Regions from separate parts of the Sus scrofa genome. Here region 1 is linked to region 2. A link is a contact called in public HiChIP or PLAC-seq data. All regions are on one chromosome and are shown on one strand. Each heading gives the region's core, a stretch centred on a gene start, on an enhancer-like site or on the middle of the called end of the contact. The rest is flanking DNA. Distances are from core to core; before and after follow the strand shown.

Region 1 (3,871 bases), core at 554-3,053, 190 kb before region 2:
CCTTTTGATTAGCAGCAGAGTTGCAAAAATGGACACTCCTGCGGCCCTCCTCCTTTCCTGCTCCACTCCCCCTACTTGCATGATCCTCGGTTTCACACAGGGGCCTTGGCCATCATTCTCTTGCTATCCAGATACTGGTTTCCTGGGGTGCCAAGACCCTGGGGAAGTTAGAACAAACAGCTAGGAGAAAGAAGATGGATAGGGCTGGTGCTCAGCCGGGCCTGGCTTGTATACCTTCTTTGCTGCAGAGCTGCTCTCTGCCTTGGCCTTGGGTTTACCCCCCACCCGCTCTTCCTATTTTCGCTCAACTCGTGAAAGCTTTGGAGTCACTCACGGATGACTGGCAGGCCACCTGTGCGCACAGGCGTTTGTACGGTGTTTCAGGAAGTTGAAGGACTAAACAGAACGCGTTACAAAAAAGGAGGTTGCCAGTTAGGCACCAGACTGCAAGTAAAAGGCCGCGCGTACACGTGGCCAGGCGTGAGCGGCAGCACCGGTTCCATATGTAAAGGCGACAGCGTTGTGGGTTCTTAGGAGCCTCGCATTTTCCTGACCCTTTTGGGCATCTTTAACTGTGGGGGCTGGAAAACGGTGTTTTCTGTGTTCATTGCTCTTCTGCAGCTGGTTGGGGAATCCAGTGCTCCTTGGATAGCGAGCCCTGCTACCAGGGAATTCCTCTCCGGGCCCAGGCTGCCGGGCTCCGGCAGGACGTGCGCGCTGCAAACTAGGCAGCAGCCCAGTCGGGCCGATCCGCTCCTAGAAGGGGCCTGGCCGGCAGGAGGCCCCTTTAGGCACCTTCAGTAGGAGTGGGGCAGCGTCAGCAGCTCATTGGGACGCAGGTATTGATCTTTGCGCCTGTTTGCGGGTGAGGCAAGCGAGCCCGCCTCCCCCGGACCGGGGTCGGGGCAGCGCGCTTCACGAAGAGCTCCCAGCGGGGCGAGTCTGCCGGAGGCGGGGAGGGGGGTTGTCGACCGCCGGCTGTCTTGCCCCAGCTCCTGCCCACCCGGCTCGGGCCGCAGGGGCGCTCAGGCCCCGGGGCGGACGGAAGTGGCCAGACTCCGTGTGCCCCCCCCACGCCCCCGCCTCCGGCGCACGTCTATCCCCCCCACCCCAGCGCAGACTCAGGGGGCGGGGCGCACTCTAGGGTCTCGCTCGCAGTGGGGCTGTCGACCCCAAGAGCCGCCTGGGGGTCCCCGGGCGCGGGTGGGAAGGGCTTGCCCAGAGCCGGGACACTAGTGAGAGGCGTGCGCTCGGGCTGGCGGGGAGAGTTTATTTAAAACTCGGAAGCCGGCGACCGGCGAGCGGCTTGTTTATGTAAACCCGGAAACAGCGGGGGGAGGGGCGCGGCGGGGGAGGGCCGGGGGGAGGGGCGCGGGCGGGAGTCACGTTACCCGAGGACGCGCGGCCGAGCGCAGGGCGCAGCCGAGCCCGGGGCGGCGCGACCACAGGTGCCCGCGGCCGGGGACCCGACTCTGGACCCCGACCGGACCTCAACCCAGATCCTGACCCCGACCCCACGCCGGGGTCCTGGCCGGGGACCCCGACCCCATCCCGGACCCCAACCTGGGATCCTGGCCCGGGACCCCTGCCCGGAACTCTGACCCCAATACCGGATCTCTACCCCGACCCCCATACTAGACCCCAACCTGACCCAACCCGGGACCCCGACCACGCCCTGAGCCCAGACTCCGGAGCTCACCCGACTCCAGCCCAGAGCCCGACCCGGGACCCGGACCAGGTACCGGATCCCCGCCAAGACTTAAGACCCTGAATCCAACCCTGAACTTGACCTGGGACCCCTGCCCTAGGTTTCGGATCCCAACCCTCTACCCCGACCCTAGCCCCCTGACCTCGGACTCCGACCCCGACCCTGACCTCCTGACCCTCGACCCCGACCCACCATGACGGGGCTGGAGGAGGACCAGGAGTTCGACTTTGATTTCCTCTTCGAGTTTAACCAGAGCGACGAGGGCGCCGCCGCGGCCGGGGCCACCGCAGGTGGGTCCGCGCGAGGCGGGGGCGCAGGGACTGGGGGCGCGGGGGTCGGGCGGGTAGGTTCCGGGTGGGGAGGGGCCGGCCTGGAGGCGCGCCGGGCCCCTGCCCCTCTGCCCGGGGCGCACCCCCTCTCCCGTCCCCACACCTCCGCGGCACCCAGGTCCGCGGCCCCGGGGTCGGGGCAGCGCCCAAAGTCTCCCCACCGCCCTACCCTTCGCCGGATTAAAACAGGTCAGGTTGAGGGGCGAGTGGGAGTGGTGGGGGAGGCCCCCTTGGGGTCGGCCCCCCCAGCCATGTAGGAAGACTCAGGGCTGCACTAGAGCGGAGTCCTGACCACATTCCCGCAGGAGGGGCCTTCTCTTTAGGGTGGGGTGTTGCTCAAGCCAAAGGATAGAGTGTGTCTGGCCCATGAGGCCCCCAAGACTTCCCCCTCTTGCTCCCCGTGTCCTCAGGGCAAAGCCTCTCTCCATCAAGAGATGGTACAGTGGAGCTAGCCTCTGAGACCTTGGACCCCCAAGGGTGCCACACTGTTCTTTCTTTAATTTTCTCTTCTCTGTCAAAAAATAAAAGTTCCCCTAAACAAACAACAGATAAAGGACTCCTCCGGCCCCCCAGGGTGCAGGCTTTTGAAAAAGAAAGAACCATTGAGCAATCACCCCCACTTTCACCGGAAGACTCAGTCTGGGCCTGCGGCCACCGGCCACCCCGAGTGAGTGAAGGGGACCAGGAGCCCCCTCCTTGCAGCCTGGCTCTCCCCACACCTGTCTCTTCTGTCCCTTGTGGGCCTCCTTTCTGTTTCTGTCTTCAAGATCTTCTCTCTGTCCCTCCCCACGTGGCGGTGAAATGGTGAAGCTGAGCCCAGCACACTTGGCACCGGCAGGCGCCCGTTTCTGCAGTGACTGTATAATATTTTCCATATCATTCACCGCCCTTCTTTTAAAAGTGTAATGTCTTGCTTGTTTATAAAAAAATAAATGTTCCAACCAGGCTAAGGCTGCCTGAACCCGTGCCCCCCCAGTGTCTTCCTTTTCCTCTTCCTTGGCTGTGCGTCTCCAGGCCTTTGGGTCAGTGGGGACCATGGTGGCGAGGGTGGGAGAGAAAAGCAGTTGTCTGAACAGATCTGGGGCCGGAAGTGGAGGCCTTCTGCACTTGCTCGGGACTGGCTATCTGTGGCAGATCCCGGCTTCCGGACTTGTTTACACCAAAAGACTTTCTCCCTTGGTATCCAGCCCCCTTTTCAGTCCATTCAGCAAATGTCTTTGAGAGAGGCGCGAGGGGGACGTGTGACTGACTCCTGACCTCTTCGTTGTGTGGAATCAGCCCCCGTCCTGGATCCTCCAGGGCACTGCCACCCTGCAAGGCCAGCCAGCCTGGTTCTGTGCCTGGGACAGACCAGGCGGGGGGAAGGCCTCCCTGTGTCTCCTGGATATCTGCTCCCCGACCGCCAGTTGAGTGACTTTCTCAAGGTGCATTTTCAGCATCTTTGCCAACTCTATGCCCCCACCCAAGCTCCCAGGGATCACAGTGGCATTACCCCTGTGGGAAGGCCTCCGGGGCACCGGCACCTGGGCCCAGCAGTCACCAGGCTTGGGGAACGGGAAGCCTCGGAAGCTGGAGGGAGCTTGGGGAGAGGTGGGAAGCCCCTTGTTGTAGTGTTAGAAAGAAGTTGACAGAAACCATTCCTTTTAACTTTTTTTTTCTTTTTTTTTTTGAGACACGCATTCTTTTTTGGTTTTTCCTTAGAGAAGTTGTAGATTCGCGGCAGAAGTGAGAGGGAGGTACAGAGATTGCCCATGTGCCTCTCCCCCGACAGGCACAGGCTCTCCCACTATCAGCATCCCCACCAGGTGGGACATTTGTTACAGTCAGTGACCTG
Region 2 (3,893 bases), core at 516-3,015:
GTGTAGCCACCTTCCTTAATTATCTTAACTAGGTCTGGATAACTTGATGCAGCTTCTACATCAGCATTTGCTGCTTCACCTTGCACTTTCACGGTATGGAGACGGCTTCTTTCTTTAAACCTCATGAACCAACCTCTGCTGGCTTCAAACTTTTCCTCTGCAGCTTCCGCACCTCTCTCAGCCTTCATAGAGTTGAAGAGAGTTAGGGCCTTGCTCCGGATTAGGCTTTGGCTTAAGGGAATGTTGTGGCTGGTTTGATCTTCTATCCAGACCACTAAGACTTTCTCCATATCTGCAATAAGGCTGTTTCGCTTCCTTATCATTCGTGTGTTCACTGGAGTGGCACTTTTAATTTCCTTCAAGAACTTTTCCTTTGCATTCACAACTTGGCTAACTGTTTGGCGCAAAAGGCCTAGCTTTCGGCCTATCTCAGCTTTTGACATGCCTTCCTCACTGAGTTTAATCATCTCCAGCTTTTGATTTAAAGTGAGAGATGTGCGACTCTTCCTTTCACTTGAACACTTAGAGGCCATTATGGTTTATTAATCTGCCTAATTACACTTAGAGGGCAGAGAGGAGGGAGCGAGATGGGAGGAAAGGCTGGTCAGTGCAGCAATCAGAACACTCGCAACATTTACCAATTAAGTTCACTATCTTACCAGGGCATACCCCCAAAACAATTATAATAGTAACATCAAAGATCACTAATCACAGATAATCATAACAAATAATAATTAAAAAGTTGAAATATTGTGAGAAATACCAAAACGTGACCCAGACATGAAATGAGCAAATGCTTTTACAAAAAAATGGTGCCGATAGACTGGCTCCATACAGGGCTGCCACAAACCTTTAACTTGTGAAAAAATGCAGTATCCACAAAGTGAAATAAAGCAAAGTACAACATAGTTATGCACATACTACTGTTGAGTTGTCTGCCTCCCTTAAATTACATCAGTTTCTGCTTCATGCACCTAAGGGTTCTGTTGTTGGGACAGGTGCTTCTGTCCAGTTCCCGCCAGAGAGTGCAGCTCTTCAAAAATCGAATCAAGAAAGACCTTGAGGGCAGCCGCAGTCCACCACGTCCACTCCTCCCAAAGGCTGGTCTCCAGGTGGTTCCAGTCTCCCCAGGCGGGCACCAGGGCAAGAGGGCTGGGACAGTGCGGGGAGGGTCGGAACCAAAGAAGACCCCAAAACAGGCACTCTTGGGGGATGCAGGGAACCTGGCGCCCACCAGGTTCCAAATCCCAACCGCGCTCCGCATGCTAGGACAGCAGCTCCACGAAACCCGCGTGGCATGCCGGAATTCCAAACGCCCCACTGGAACCCATGGGACAGCAGCGCACCGGTGGCGCACCCTAGGCCTTGCAGTCCCACAGGCAGCCAGCCTCAACGCCAGCGAGAGGAGTCGTGGGTCAGCGCCCCGCGTTGCATGCTGGGACCGCAGAGCCTGACGGTGTTTCTGGGACAGAGGCAAGTTGCATGCCGGGACTTCAGCCTTGTAGTCCAAAGACACCCCCAAGACTTCAGCAAATGGAGGACTGTGAGACAGCCAAGCACCGTGCATACCGATATTTTAGTTCTCAGTATACTGGATCTCAGCAGCCCAGGGGAACTGCAGGATACAGACTCTCATTGTAAGCCCCAGCCGCTGTGCCTGATGGGAACTCGTGACACAGAGGGGCGCATTGCACGCCGGGAATTGTAGTCCCACCACGACGTCCAACCTCAGCGTTTGATGGGGGGGGGGGTGCGCGTTGTATGCTGGGACCCGCGATCCCAGACGCTGGTGTTCGTGGGACGGATGGGGACTAAGAACACTGTTTCCACCGGAATCAGCCCCATAGGTGTAGTTCTAGGATGGGGCTCACTGCCCGTGGCTGGTGCAGGACCTCTAGGGCCCCGCGTGGGCGTGGTTTTTAACTCGGGTCCTCAGTGCATCCGCGCACGCACGCGGCGGCACGTGACATCGCACGCTGTCCCGGAAGTCGGCGGGGAACGGGCGGCGGGTGGGAGCCGGTGCCGGGGAGAGAATCGGTGCTCCGCAGCTGCCGCCACCTCCGCCTGGGCCTGGGTCGCCCGCCAGCCCGCGATGGGCGCCGGGCCCTGAGCGTCCGCCGCCGCTTTTCCACAGCAACTCCGCCCAGCTGCGATGGAGGCGCCGCCCGGCGGCCGCGTTCCCACCGAGGGCGCCCCGCCGCCGGCGGTGGCCGAGGTGCGCTGTCCCGGCCCCGGGCCGCTGCGCCTACTCGAGTGGAAGGTGGCGGCGGGCGCAGCCGTACGCATCGGCTCGGTGCTGGCTGTGTGCGAGGCCGCAACCTCCGCGCAGCCCGCCGGGCCCGCTCCTGCCCGCGCGAGCTCTGGGAGCTGCGTGCGTACCGAACGCAGACTGAGGTCGGAGCGCGCTGGTGTGGTTCGGGAACTGTGCGCGCAGCCGGGCCAGGTGGTGGTCCCCGGGTGAGTGGGAAGGGGAGGACGGGGCCGGGCCGGGCGGGGCGGCCGGGTTGGAAAGAGGTTCTGGGCCGGGAGAGGGAAGAAGGGCCGGGGACAGGAGGGGGTCCTGAGCTGGGAACTGGGTAGGAAAAGTCTCTGAGGCTGCAGTTGAACGGGATGCACTTGGGGAGAGCTTTAGAATGTAAGGCCCACTGTTGTGTGTCTGCATGTTTTTCTAAGGTCAGACGATAGTCACTACTTGTGACTTAATAATCAGAGGCGGCTGGGTTTTTTTTTTTTTTTTTTAAAGTTCTCAACTACCAAAATTGAATTCTTTAGAAAACGGTTGTGTTCCCTTCTTTTTTCTGTGATAGGATTGCACGTTTGTAAATTAGGAAAACATGGGTCTATAGCGAGTACAGGAGGAATCAGACATGCTCCATGCTGGTTGTCGTGGTAATAACTGTTGGGAGGTGTGCACTTCTTTAGATCCTAGTTAGACCCCGTGAAACGTTGCCTGTAATACCTAGTGTAGTTCTGCATCAAGCTTAGGAAGGGGGGTGCAGCTTTGGCACAAGTAGGTCAGTGTGCAAAGTAGTAGTACACCCTCCTACAATAGGCTTTTGCTGTGGGTACCTCTGTTTTAACCATGTAGCATGACTTTTTTTCTTCTTTGAAGTGTATGAGCTCGTCAGTTCATATTTTTCTAAGTTTACCAGTGCTGTGTGCAAAGGTGTATATACATGTGGTTGTTTTCAGGAACAGAACCTGGGGCAGGCGAGCATTCCCGACTCCTGTTGTAGTGGCTCCTGTTTACCTTACCTCTGTGGAGGCCACAGTATGCCCTGAGTGCTCCCTTTCTGCCCACTCTCATCCTGCTACTCCCCCTGTGGACTGAGTGACCTCTGGTTGTTGAGCCTCTTCTGCTCCATTCACACAGAAGCGAATGACCAGGATAGAACCACCTCCTCCCCAACCGCGGGGAGCCTCCTTCTCCATCTATGTCTCTGTCATCTTGGGAGGTAGAGCCTAGTCCTCAGCCTACTGCTCGCCTGCCAGTACCTGCCCACTGAATGCAGGCGGGGTGGCCTAGGCTGCATCCTCCACTGGAGCCATCTGCTTGGCCTCCTTTAGAAGGGAGGGGCTCGCTGTGCTGGTGTGTTTAACACACTACTATGCTGTTAGCATGGCTTTGAAGTCAAGTCTTACCTGACCATTGCTTGGGCACTAATGAGCCTGTAAATCCGTCAGCTAAATGATGAAGGTGCAGCATGATGCTGGTGTTTCACTGTGTAGAAAATCCCTGAGGGAAAGAACTCCTCTCCATGCTGTTCTGTTCCTCTGACTGCTCAGAAAAGGCCGCCAGGGCCCAGACAGGCCAGTGGCTGTCACAGCAGTTAATGAGACTTCATGTACAGTGTGTTGATCAGTCCCGCAAGTCTGAGTAACCCAATACAGTA

The links. HiChIP or PLAC-seq counts read pairs in DNA pulled down with a chosen protein or histone mark.
Region 1: a contact with region 2 is called in an H3K27ac HiChIP or PLAC-seq map of alveolar macrophages. The contact joins the promoter of NFATC1 here to the promoter of CTDP1 in region 2. A contact is called at or near these places in 2 of 5 promoter capture datasets (fetal liver and fetal skeletal muscle), 1 of 47 Hi-C or Micro-C datasets (fibroblasts) and 2 of 2 datasets of contacts at active chromatin or transcription factors (alveolar macrophages and skeletal muscle).

What each region holds. Positions count from the first base shown.
Region 1 is chr1:146,000,829-146,004,699 of Sscrofa11.1, reverse strand. NFATC1 (nuclear factor of activated T-cells, cytoplasmic, calcineurin-dependent 1) reads left to right here and starts at 1,803. Exons shown (of 10, transcript NM_214161.1): 1 at 1,803-1,998. The coding sequence starts at 1,902.
Region 2 is chr1:145,809,545-145,813,437 of Sscrofa11.1, reverse strand. CTDP1 (RNA polymerase II subunit A C-terminal domain phosphatase) reads left to right here and starts at 1,765. Exons shown (of 13, transcript XM_005660586.3): 1 at 1,765-2,457. The coding sequence starts at 2,153.